Linked DNA regions of Gossypium arboreum: region 1 is linked to region 2. Evidence: chromatin contacts called from public Hi-C data. All regions are on one chromosome and are shown on one strand. The core of a region is the stretch at or near the end of the contact, and the rest is flanking DNA. Distances in the headings are between cores, read along the strand shown. Region 1 has its middle 9.2 kb from the start of LOC108480346. Region 2 holds the start of LOC108482644.

Region 1 (6,330 bases), core at 3,042-5,541, 73 kb after region 2:
AAAAGTTGAAAATTAGTGCAGAAAAGAATACGGAGGAGTTTTTGTTAATCCCTAATATAGCTTATAGTTCGTTTTAAGTTTCAATCAGTTTAACTATCAACAAATTGACAAATAACTTGGATTGGCTTTAAAAGTTGTAAACCAGTACAATTCAAACAAAAGTTTGACTGCCAATCTCATCAATATTTCAAGAAACCAATGGCCAAACATACATTACATTTCACAAAATGTAAACTAGATCATTAGTCACTAAATTATGGGTATGTTTTCATTTTGTTCATTTAACTAAAAAAATTATAATTTAATTACTAAATTATTCAAAAGTTTTTATTTAAGTCATTGAATTGTTAAAAACTTAAAATCGATGTTCGAAAGCTTCTTTTCTTCTTCTTTTCTTCAATTCAATTATTTTTTCATGAAATAGCTTTGGATATCACAAATCTGTGAACAAAAAATTCAAACAATTTTTTTCTCTGTTCTTCGATACTGAATGTCAGATCGACTTGGATCTAAGGTATATTCTTCTACTTATCGATAGGTACTAATCTACCATATCAATCGTTGAATTATCACTTAGAACTCACTAACGGAACTTTTAAAAAGAAAAAAAACTTAACAACAACGTAACTTAAATAAATTTTTTTAAATAGTTTAATGACTTAAATGAAAACTTTCGAATAATGTAATGACCAAATTATATCTTTTTTTAATTAAATAAAAAAAATTATTTATAATTTAATTACTAATGTTGTAATTTACCATTTCATAAATCATCTAACATTTGCCTTAAACAAAGTCACTGTCTTCCTTTGCCTTTTCTTTCAAGCACTGAGACACTCGTACCACATTATCACTACTAACAGTGCATGAATACTTACATGAGAGAGTGCATATGTTCTTCCTAGTCCTCATTGTCGTGCCACTGCTGGCATCATTTTCGTCATCGGTACTATCATCCGCAGATTGCTCCGTGCACTTCCGATAAGCTGCAACAAAAGGGTCATCCTGGCTGTTGACATTACCTTTCTTTGCTGAACTTCTCGTCGGCTTAGGCCGAAGTTGGCACGGGGGAACATTAAGAACGCCCTGCAAATTATTGACACAAAATCGATCACTCTTCGAAAGACAAGGAGGAGGGGGTAATTTCACCGTGACATGGCTTATATCAATGCTGCTATCTTCACTTGTCACCTTTGAAACTCCTGGTTTGAGCTCCCATGAAAAGGGTACATTTACTTGGGAGTAAAACTCGTTGTTACTCATTTTCTTGGGGCGGCTTTGGATACTATAAGGTGCTTTTAAGCCTTTCAACTACTGATGTTTCTTAGAAAGAGTGTTAGCTTTTAAACCGACGTTCATTTGACAGTAACATCCCCTTTAACACTGCCGCTTCTGGCTTAACCATTTTTAGTATGCAGTTTAATTTACTGTATATGGGAACCAACAGAAAGATCTTAATGAACATTTCTGTATTGGACCCACTCCATGAAATATTATATTATTATATTTATATAAACATAATGACTTATTTTGTCCTTTAATTTTACAAAAATTTATTTTAGTTTACTATTTAATTTTTATCTCTTTTAATTATTTTGTGTTGTTTGTCAAATTGAAAATTTAAAGTTTATTAATTTTACTGATATGACAGTCTATGTGTATATCATGTAAGAAATTAGTTAATTTTAAAATAAATTATTTTTTAGGATTTTATACATTTTAAATTTAAAAAATTAATTAATTATTGAAGTAGCATTCACACTAACAAAATTAACATATATTAAAAATTGTGATTTGATAAACAATATAAATTTAAATAAGAAAAAATTGAAAATTGAAAATATATATTTTTAAAATTAGAGAATTAAATAAATTATTATAACTGTGAGTAGATATTATCTTATGCATATGTGATTAGTACTTTGTTCGATAAGGGTGGAGAGTTGTTAATAAAAATAAAAACTTAGTTAAAGGGGATGTTGGCATTCATTTTGAGAAATGACAATCTTAACACCACCTCTGTCTCTGTCTTGTCGGTTTTGGTTTCACAATAGAGCAAGATAATTTTAGATATTGAATATTTTTTGGATTTGTGTATAGTTAGTAGAGGAGAGAAATAAATTGGTATTCAAATAATTGATAGGTAGTGTGATAAAAGTAAAAGCTTGGTATACATGCACCTTTTGGCTTACTTTCCAGTTTTGAGTTTGCTTTACTTGGAATTTCATAACATATGAAGGAATATTTTGTTCGCCCTTTCCATTACCTTTCTATTCATCAAGCAACTATACGAATTTTTTGATAAAATATTACATTTGACCTTCGTTTTTTACTTAAAATTATTATACCTTAGTTTCAATTTTCATGTCACCAACCAATCACTTCTATGGGTAAACCTGATATGCTTCCTCAATATTTTAATTAATTAAATAGTGTGATTTTTAATTGCATAATGAGGTTACAAATTTATTATATCTCTTGTTTACTTATTTTTATTTTTAAATATAAATTAAGTAATTTTAACTCGCTTTTGTAATTAAAAAATTTCTATGCTGTTATAGCAAATAGTTATCCAATTATTTACAAATCAAAATTGGATTAATATTTGGTATACTAAGAATGTATATTTTTATTTCACAAAAAATTTTTAAAATTGTCATATCTTCTTTTTTTTAAAATATATTTTTTAATATTTTACTATATCTTTATATGACACTTGTCAACTCTATAATTTTATTTATAGAGTTAAAAATTTCACTACAATGTACCAAATATTTTTCCTTTAAAATTATCTAAGGCATCTTTTTGATAAATGAATAATTTTAGTACTGAATTTCTAATATTATATTTTATAAGTACTAAGTTTACATTAGAATATTATTTGATAAATTGATAAGAATTAAGTATTACAATGCATCATTTTAAAATAAAATAAAATAAACATTTTCAACTGACTTTTTCTTTTGAAAAGTTTATATTAAGTACATACCCTAAATTAAGTTGGATTAGATAATAAAAGATTCACATCTCCATTTAAATCGAAAACTCAAATTATTAGTCAAAATTTGTTGTAAAATTGAAAAATAAAGAAAATAAATAATGAAAGGAGAAAAAGTCAAATTTGAAGAATCTTATTTTAGTGTAAATTTGAACTAATATTTTTAAATTGGTATACTACGCCCAAAACGAAATTGGTTGCTTACAAACAACAATTGATGGTCATAAAATACCAAAAGCATTAATAAGGATAAGAGCTATTGAGTGCTTGGGTGTACAAAAATATAAAATGATGATATTAGCATCCCACATGGTATAAAAATAGCAATTATTAGTAACATTGTCTTAGTATTTGGCTAACTACCAACATTCTAGACTTTAGGAACACCTACAACTATACAAACAATAGATATATATATATATATCAACAATTAAATACTTCAATAAACTCCTAATTCTTAAGGTTTTGACGCAAAAAAATATGGGGCAATTTAGATCGATTAGCCCATGTAATGTGACATACAAATTTGAAAAAATAATTTCAAAGGCATTAGCTAATAGATTTAGAAAGACCCTAAGCTATTGTATTGAAGAAACATATGGAGTTTTTGTGCCTGGTAGACAAATTACCGATAATATTCTAGTGGCCTATGAACTGTTGCATTCTTTTAAGAAGAAAAGGTTGGTTAGAGGGTTATTCGCGTTAAAATTAAATATGAGCAAAGCATACGATAAGGTTGAATGACTTTTTGTTGGAAAAATGATGAGAACTCTTGGTACTGTGACAAATGGGTTTCATTGATTTTGAGATGTATTAACACTGTCTCATATTCGGTGGTTCTTAAAGGAGGTAAAGGAAGGGAGTTCAAACCAACTAGAGTCTAAGGTAAGGGGATCCACTAAGGAAATATCTATTTCTCATCTGTGCAAAAGGATTACTTAATCTTGCAAAAAGGGAAGGGAAAATAGAAGGGGTGAAAGTAGGACGAAGTGGTTTGCCAATAACTAATCTTTTATTTGTTGATGACAGTATTTTATTCGGAAAAGCAACAAAGGAGGAGGCATTAGCTATCAAGACAGTGGTAAATGAATACGAGGCAATCTCTGGACAGATGGTGAATTTTGATAAATCTTTAATCTATTTTAGTAATAACATAAAGTGATGAGATCAAGATTAAAATAGGAAGAGATTTGGGTGTTCGAATTGCTAATAATCCTGAGAAGTACCTTAGGTTACTAACGATGTTGGGAAGAAGAAAGAAAAACGCTTTTGTTGAAATTAAAGAAAGATTTTGACAAAAGTAAAAAGTTGGAGAATTCACAACCTTCCATAGGAGGGAAGGAGATTTTTATTAAATCAGTACTACGAGTTATTCCCATATTTGCTATGCAGTGTTTACGATTACCAGTTTCATTATGTCGAGAGTTGGAGAGCATTATATGTAAGTTCTGGTAGTGAAATTTAAAAACAAATAAAGGGATTCATTGGTGTTGTTGGAAGTTTTTATGTTCCCCAAAGGCATATGGGGAGATTGGTTTTAGAGACTTATCAAATTTTAATAAAGCTTTGCAGGCAAAGCAAGGTTTTAAACTTATTTACGATCCTAATTGTTTACTAGCGCAAGTCATGAAAGCTACTTATTACCCACGCAATGATTTTTTAAAAGCTGAGTTAGTAACTCACCGTTCATTTACTTGAAGAAGTAAATGGGGTACAAGGAATATTTTAGAATCAGGTGTTGGATGGAGGATAGGCGACGGGAATTCTGTTAATATCTGGAATGACACATGGCTTCCATACCCTGGGAATGGAAATTTACAATTTCAGAATATCAATTGGAGGTATACTATGGTTGAAGAACTTATTAATCCCGATTCAATTACTTGGAAGGAAGAAGTGTTAAGGGGCCTCTTTGATGAAGACCAAGCAAAAATGATTAGAACTATTCCCCTGGGGAATACATAGCATCCAGATACCATGGTCTAGTGGGGTGAAAAATCAGACGAATACACGACAAAAAGTGGATACATATGGAGTATTACAAAAGAAGCTAACTTGCTGGGAAATGAAAGTACAATATTGACAGAACAGATGAAAATTTATTAAAAGTTCTCAGCAAGATTAAGATTAACCTATGGAGGATCACAAACAATTTTATGCCTACTCTAAGTTCTCTAAAATTCCAAAAGTTGAGATTTGAAGCGTTGTGTCCACTTTGCGGTGAAGATGAAGAATCAATTGCACATGTCTTTCGAGACTGTAATTTTGCGAAGCAAGTCCTCCAGAGGTTGGAAGTTCGGATCGGACCCACACATGAAAACACAAAATGGAAACGTTGGTTAATCGAGACTTGCAATTTTAGTAACACAAAGCAATATACATGCTTAGTAGCTTCATTCTGGGCGATTAGGCACAACAGAAACATTTTTTTATCATGAAGGCATTCGATAAAGTGTAATTGATTTAGTAAGCTTTATCAAAACTCTTATAAATGAAATAAAAATGTTGGATAATATCCTTGAGAGTTAGCACAAAATACAGAAGGCCCATTAGGAGCCCCCAACAGATAACCAAGTCAAAGTAAACTTTGACACCAGTTTTCATCAGCCAAATAATAGGGCAGTTTCTGGAATTATTGCAAGAAATAACAAGGGATTTGTAATGGGTTCATGCACCTAAACGGTAAGGAATGTACGAGACCCGACAACTGCAGAAGCATAGGTCTGCCTTCATGGAGTTAACTTCGCAGAAGACTTGGGGTTTAAAAACGTCATTATTGAAGGAGATTCAGTAACGGTCGTTAAAAAGCTTCAAAAAACAGAAGAAAGAAATGACAGATCTGTTATCGGAGGACTCATAAATGAAATTCAAGGCAAGATTAGAAATTTCAGAACTCTTGTGTTTAGCCACATACCTCGGGGAGCCAATGAAGCAGCACATGCGATGGCAGCATGGGAAAGAAGAAGTGAATCGTTGACTTCTGGTTGGAAGAAACCTCGACAGCGGTCGAACTAGTCATTCAAAGAGATCAAAAGGGAATTGGTTGAGGGGACAGAGAGGTAGTCATATCGGGATTTCTGAGTCCGGATAAAGAGGTGACTTGATTTGAATCTCCGAGGAGCTCAGTCGATAGGGAACCTGAGGAACGAAGATGAGTATGTGATACAAAGGAGCACTAGTTCTTGTTTCTGCAAAGAGATTTACTGAAATGTAAAACTGTCACGTAATAGATCTAGAATAGTAGAAAACAGAGAGAAGAAAAAGAAAAGAAATCGAGAGAAAAGAGAAAGAGAGAATACAAAGAATTCTGATTCAAATTTTCATAACCGTTT
Region 2 (5,834 bases), core at 2,102-4,601:
ATCTTTTTTTTTAAGTAAAAGAGATAAAATACAATCCAAGTAGAATAACCTCCATATCACTCTTATATATACATATAACTGATTTAGGATTATGTTCTTCCTCTAAAATCATCATACTTACCCTATTCCAACAAGAATCAACTATCCTTTGGGGCATATTGCTGGTACTCTAGAACCGGTTTTGATATCAAATGTTGAGTTCACTTCAACTTGCAAAATATTGATCATTTGATCTATTGAGTTTCATGATTTTGTATAATGTAAATAATGAAAACTTTTATATATCAAGATGATTTCTAATACTAGTCAGTGATTCATAATTCTTTTCGAAAATTATATGGTAGAGTTTAGTTGAAAAATTATAATTATTTTAACTATTCAACTTTTTATTCTATCGATTAAATAATTGAATATTATATCGATCCATAAAAAATTTATGTTCGTCCAAAATAATATTCAAATTCAGAAATCATAATAAAATAAAGAATTCTTGCATAGGCATATGAGTGTAAGTGAAGAGAGTGTTGTTCAATAATTCATTTATGGTACTTTATCAAGTTAAATAAACAAATGTAAGCAAGATTGTGATGCTTGTTTACTAAATGAACTGAACAGTTAATTTATATTCATGAAATAAACTTATTTATATTTGTTTAACACTCAATTATAGTTTGATTATTATATAATTAATAACATTATTATTACTTGTGTGTTTATTGTAATGATTTATAATATAATTATTCTTTTTTTATCATTTTATATTAAAAATAAGTTTTATTATTCATAATTAGATTTATATATATATATATATATATATATATATATATTGTAAACATGTATAATTATATGTTTATGGATATGTTTTAGAAAATATTTATTTAATATTCATAATTTTTTTAAGTTTAAATAAACAAATACAAGTATATATGATTTTAAAGAAACGAACATGAATATAATTTTATATTTTTTAATGAATACGAATCAAACACAAATCAACTTAAAAATAGATAAACAAACATAGACATATACTCATTCGTTTGATCTCAGTTAGTTTACAACCTTATATAAATAGGGGTGAGCAAAACTTGATTCGACGAGAAAAATTAAATTTTTTTTTGAATTTTGCGTTAATTGAATCGAGTTATTCAAATTATTCAGTTTTTCGAGTAAATTCAAATAAGTTATTCGATTTTTCGAGTTTAAGTTGAGTTGAATTTTACAATTTGAATAACTTGAGTAATTCGAACAAATCAAATAATAAATTGGTGTAAATACATTTTTGGTCCCAGCAATTTTGAAATTGAGCAAATTGACCTCTCTCAATAAAAAATACAATAAAAATATCAAAGTTATTTTCAAAAGTCAAAATATTTATAAAATTTTAATTTTATAAATATTTTAAAATTTACAATATTTAAAAAGAAAAAATATATAAAAATGTTTAAATTTTAAAAAAATAAAATAATAATTTTGAGGACCTAAACAAGTAAATTACAAATTCAAATTTAAGTTTTCAAAATATATAGTTTCAAATTTTGTGTTCTAACATGAAATTAGTTATACTGTAATAAGATTTTATTTTGATATTTTTAATTTTTAAATTTAGCTCGAATACTTGATTAAAAAATTAAATCAATTAGAATGATAAAATAAGACTCGTCAACTTAACAAATTTAAATTTTTTTACTCAATTCGATCCAATATTGAGAAAGAGGAGGCAACATTTTTTCCTTTCAAAAACTATGTCTGAAGTTACTTGACATAAACTTGTTATCCAAGTAATTACAGAATTTTTAAAGTAACCACAGAAATTATGTAATAAACTGTTAATATGTTTTTATATGAAAAGCAAGGTTAAACATAAATTTAGAGTTCAAACACAAATTAAAAAAAGAAACCCATCAATCAACTCATGAATTAAAAGATGCTCCCAAGTCTTTTTTAATTTACTTTATAAACAGAAATCATGGTATCAATGGGACCTCCCATGTATATAATGTCATCAACAAAAAAGAAACCGACCTCGATATTAAATATGCACAAACAAAGGAAAAACGAAAGCAAAAAGAAGCCCTGAAATAAAATCATTCATAATTTCCAAGGAATATAGCCCTTAAAATCATTAATCTTTATTATAACCATTTTCTTTTTCGGTTAGTGTAAAATATGTGACGTTGATTTTTTATAAAAAAATAGAAATTATGATCCAATTCGAAAATAATTTTTAATATAAATTTTTTGTTGCTCTATGTGAATCAATCATCTACATAATGTTTTTTCAGTTGGACTTCCATTCATCTATATAGAATTAAATATCTATGCTCATTTTTAACTTTGAGTTTAGTCTATCAAAATTACTTTTAAAAAAAAAAATCTAAAAGACTTCACGTAGTTTAGGAAGCGTCTTGCCACTAAAGAAATATTTAACATTTTTTACTTTGATGGGGTTCAAACTAATGTCCTTAAAAGGTCTTAGTGGATAAAAACACCACCACTTGTCTAGTATCCTTACTTGCCAATGGCATATAATATCATGCATTCGAACCTGCCACAGTTAAATGCTAAATATTTCTTTGGTGGTGAAACACTCCTTAAATTCTGTAAACTCTTTTGGTTCTCTTCAAAGTCTAGAGATAAAATTCTAGACTAAAATTGAGAATATACATCTAAATATAATATCTCTATTTCAAGGACTTCTCTTAAAAAGAGAGTTGAACCCCTTAATAGATTTATAAGTAAATAACTACACCTGATCTCGTTCCGAATATTTCAATTAGATCTAATAGTTTATATCTCTAATATTAATAATTTTTAGAATAACTATTTGAGACACATGCAATGAAGCTTTTTAACTCTATAAGCGCAGTTCATAGATCATCATGGGTCTTATTTATAGATTTTTATTACTTTAAATACCAATTAAAATTATTTTTCATTTTTTTAGCTCTGTTTTTCAAATAATAATCTTAATTTGTGATATTCATCTTTTATTTAAATTTTACGTAATAATTTCTGGCGCCTAATTTCAGCATTGAATTTGCGTGTGTTCCCATCAGCAATGTAGACTAGTTTGGACACCATTCAGAAAACGACAACTGCTTTTGGGACCATATTATTATTATTATTATTATTATTATTAATTACCAACACCAAAAAATAAATTGGAATGCATATAAAATAAGAGATAGATCCGACCAAGCTCCCAAGATTGAATAAGAAGTAAAAATTTTAATTAGTTCATATAATTCCTTTTTTTTTCTTTTTTAAATGCAATGAAATAACCTCCTATCCTATTTTTACCGTTCATAGATGGTATTACAGCTAGACTAAATGAGCACAAAACTGTGGGTGGTGCCTTAGAATTAAAGCTTTATAACCTTGAGATTGTGATTGACAATTGTCTCTCTCTTTGATAGCTTTACAAACCCAATCTTCCTTTTGTGTTTCTGATATTGTTCAGTCCCAAACTGACAGATATGTCTTGTCTTTCCCATTTAATAACCTAGTTAGCCCTTTCAACTTTAAAGCCACAATAATACATTTTTCAGACCCTTGAGGTTATTCTAATGGCGACTAGGACTGCATCATCATCATCACCATCCAAGCCAGCAGGAAGACAACTTGGGGAGCTCCTTCAACAACAACAAGAACCTTTCATCTTAGAGATTTACCTTTCAGAAAGAGGGTGTTTGAGAAACAACAAGTCCATTGGCTGCCATGGAAATTCAGGCAAGTTTTTAAGGATCAACAAGAAGGGTATTCCCAACTTCCCTAAACTACTTAAAGTTGTAGTATGTAACAAGTTGTTTGCAATTAAAGGGTCAAAAGCCAAGAATTCTTCAGATACATTTTCCACCGCTAGCAGCACAACAGTGTATAATTCATGCTCAGATACTGACATAGATGAGCCGCCTATGTTGAAACTCTACAATGAAAGGGAAAAGAAGGTAGAAAAAGCTTTTATAGTTTATCTATCATTTTCTGTTATTGCATAAAGAAAAGAGATTTGATATAAAGCTAACAGGATGTTGCAGATTCAAAGCTTCAGTGCGGTTGCATGGAATACAGCCCTCAGTTTTACATGACGAGGCAGAAAAGCTTGTTCTTGAGTAAGCTGATAATATTTTCAGCTTCAGTCTGGAATTTACTTGTTCAAAGCAAGCCAGGATTAAGAGAGTTAGCAGAGCCTGATGGGTCTAATTCTTCACCATTTTCACTATCGAAAAGGGTTTTGCAGCCAACAAACAAGGTTCCCTTATTATGGAGCAGAAGGGAATTGTTGGAGTTGGATGGAATGGATTCAACCAAGGAATGGAATGTTTATGAAGAACAGAAGGAGATAGGACTAGTAATTGGAGACGCCATAGCAGAGGAGATCACAACTCAAGTTGTAATGGACATGATATTAATATATAGCTAACATATAATTTGCTTGTTTCCATATGTCGGCTGTTGCTGTCTAGTTCAGATTGATGTCCATGATGGTAATGTATGTAACAAAGAACGTAGAAATCTTTTTTAAATTTCCAAATTGAAGATAGCAACAACTTTATCTTCTCTTTGGCTTTATTGGGAATTCACATAAATTTGTTTAAAGCACTCTGTTGTTTGTTTATTGATTGAACACAGACTTGGGGGCTTAATTAAATTTGATGGATCGACGGATGTTGACAACTAAACTACCATAAAGTAGCCAATTGGAGTATTGCCAAAGACAACCCATAAATAACCGAGCTCCTAATCAAACTTATTAATCGGAAAATATAATTTTTGGCTCTTAACCGGATAATTAATAAGTTCCTTTGCTACTAGTATTTTTTTAATTTCATTTTCTTAGGTAATTATATTCATTTCGGATTTTCAATTTAGATTTTATTAATATTTAGTAATATGATTAATATTTTCGAAATATAATTGGTTCAGTCAGTCAGATTGAATAAACGGAGAATTGACCAATATGTTAATTCAAACAAAGGGGTTGAGTGATTGATTGAAAATTGATCAAAATCAGTAAAAATCAAAAATTAAACTAAATTCGTAGTTGAATTGTTTAATAAATTTTTCATTTTTTAATTTTTTTATGAATTTTAATTATTTATTTATTCTTAGTTTATTAGTTGAATTGATCAAACTGATTGAATCGAAAATTAATAGTCTGACCAGTTCAACCACTGGTCCAGTTATTAGAACATTGTATGTGACACTCTAAAGATTATATCACGTCATAACTTAGAAATTTTATATATATTTTTTTTTTTATTTTCAAGTGAAGATGTGGCTCAATCTCAAAATTTCACTTCATCGAACTTTTATATTTTTCAAGTCCAATGATAAAAATGAATCAAGTTACCAAATTTAGATACCAAAGTAGATTTAAAATAAGTACAGGTACCGAAATGGACCTAATTATCATAGGCCAAAAATATATTATCCCTTATTTTTATTTATCAAACAATTTTGATTAAGTAGTTAAATCTTAGGGTTTGTATTCGATACATCGATAATATATATTTTTTTATTTCACAAGTAGTCTTAAAAAATTTAATGTGTCTCTTTTTTTTTAAGTATTTTACTAGACAATTGTACAATATTTGTCAACTCCTTATCCTACTTATAAAGTCTAAAACTCCCTAATAATATGCAAAATATTATTCTTAAATCTTAATCTATTAATTTTTATTAACTTGATAAAAGAAAACTACGATAAACCCAATAAACATGATGTCTTTATTTGTTAAAAATGGATTGAGACGAAAAGTAAAATTTTCTTTGATAATTATGTGATATTGGCACCAAATACATAACTAGTAACAATTACAAAAATATAATAATAT

Evidence for each region. Hi-C and Micro-C count contacts between places; a contact is called where the count stands out from the background.
Region 1: a contact with region 2 is called in a Hi-C map of leaf, with 1.9 times the contacts expected there. The contact joins the enhancer-like site here to the promoter of LOC108482644 in region 2. A contact is called at or near these places in 2 of 5 Hi-C or Micro-C datasets (both in leaf).

What each region holds. Positions count from the first base shown.
Region 1 is chr1:83,897,005-83,903,334 of ASM2569848v2, forward strand. No RefSeq gene overlaps it. Among protein-coding and RNA genes, the nearest start is that of LOC108480346, 9.2 kb to the right of the region's middle. Within about 2 kb of position 4,292, at least 2 of the 2 cell types and tissues checked have an H3K27ac peak or open chromatin away from gene starts, as enhancers often do. A contact at or near this core is called in leaf, where this site is marked.
Region 2 is chr1:83,825,382-83,831,215 of ASM2569848v2, forward strand. LOC108482644 reads left to right here and starts at 3,352. Exons shown (of 3, transcript XM_053020321.1): 1 at 3,352-3,729; 2 at 3,820-3,947; 3 at 4,025-4,586. The coding sequence starts at 3,567. The coding sequence ends at 4,420.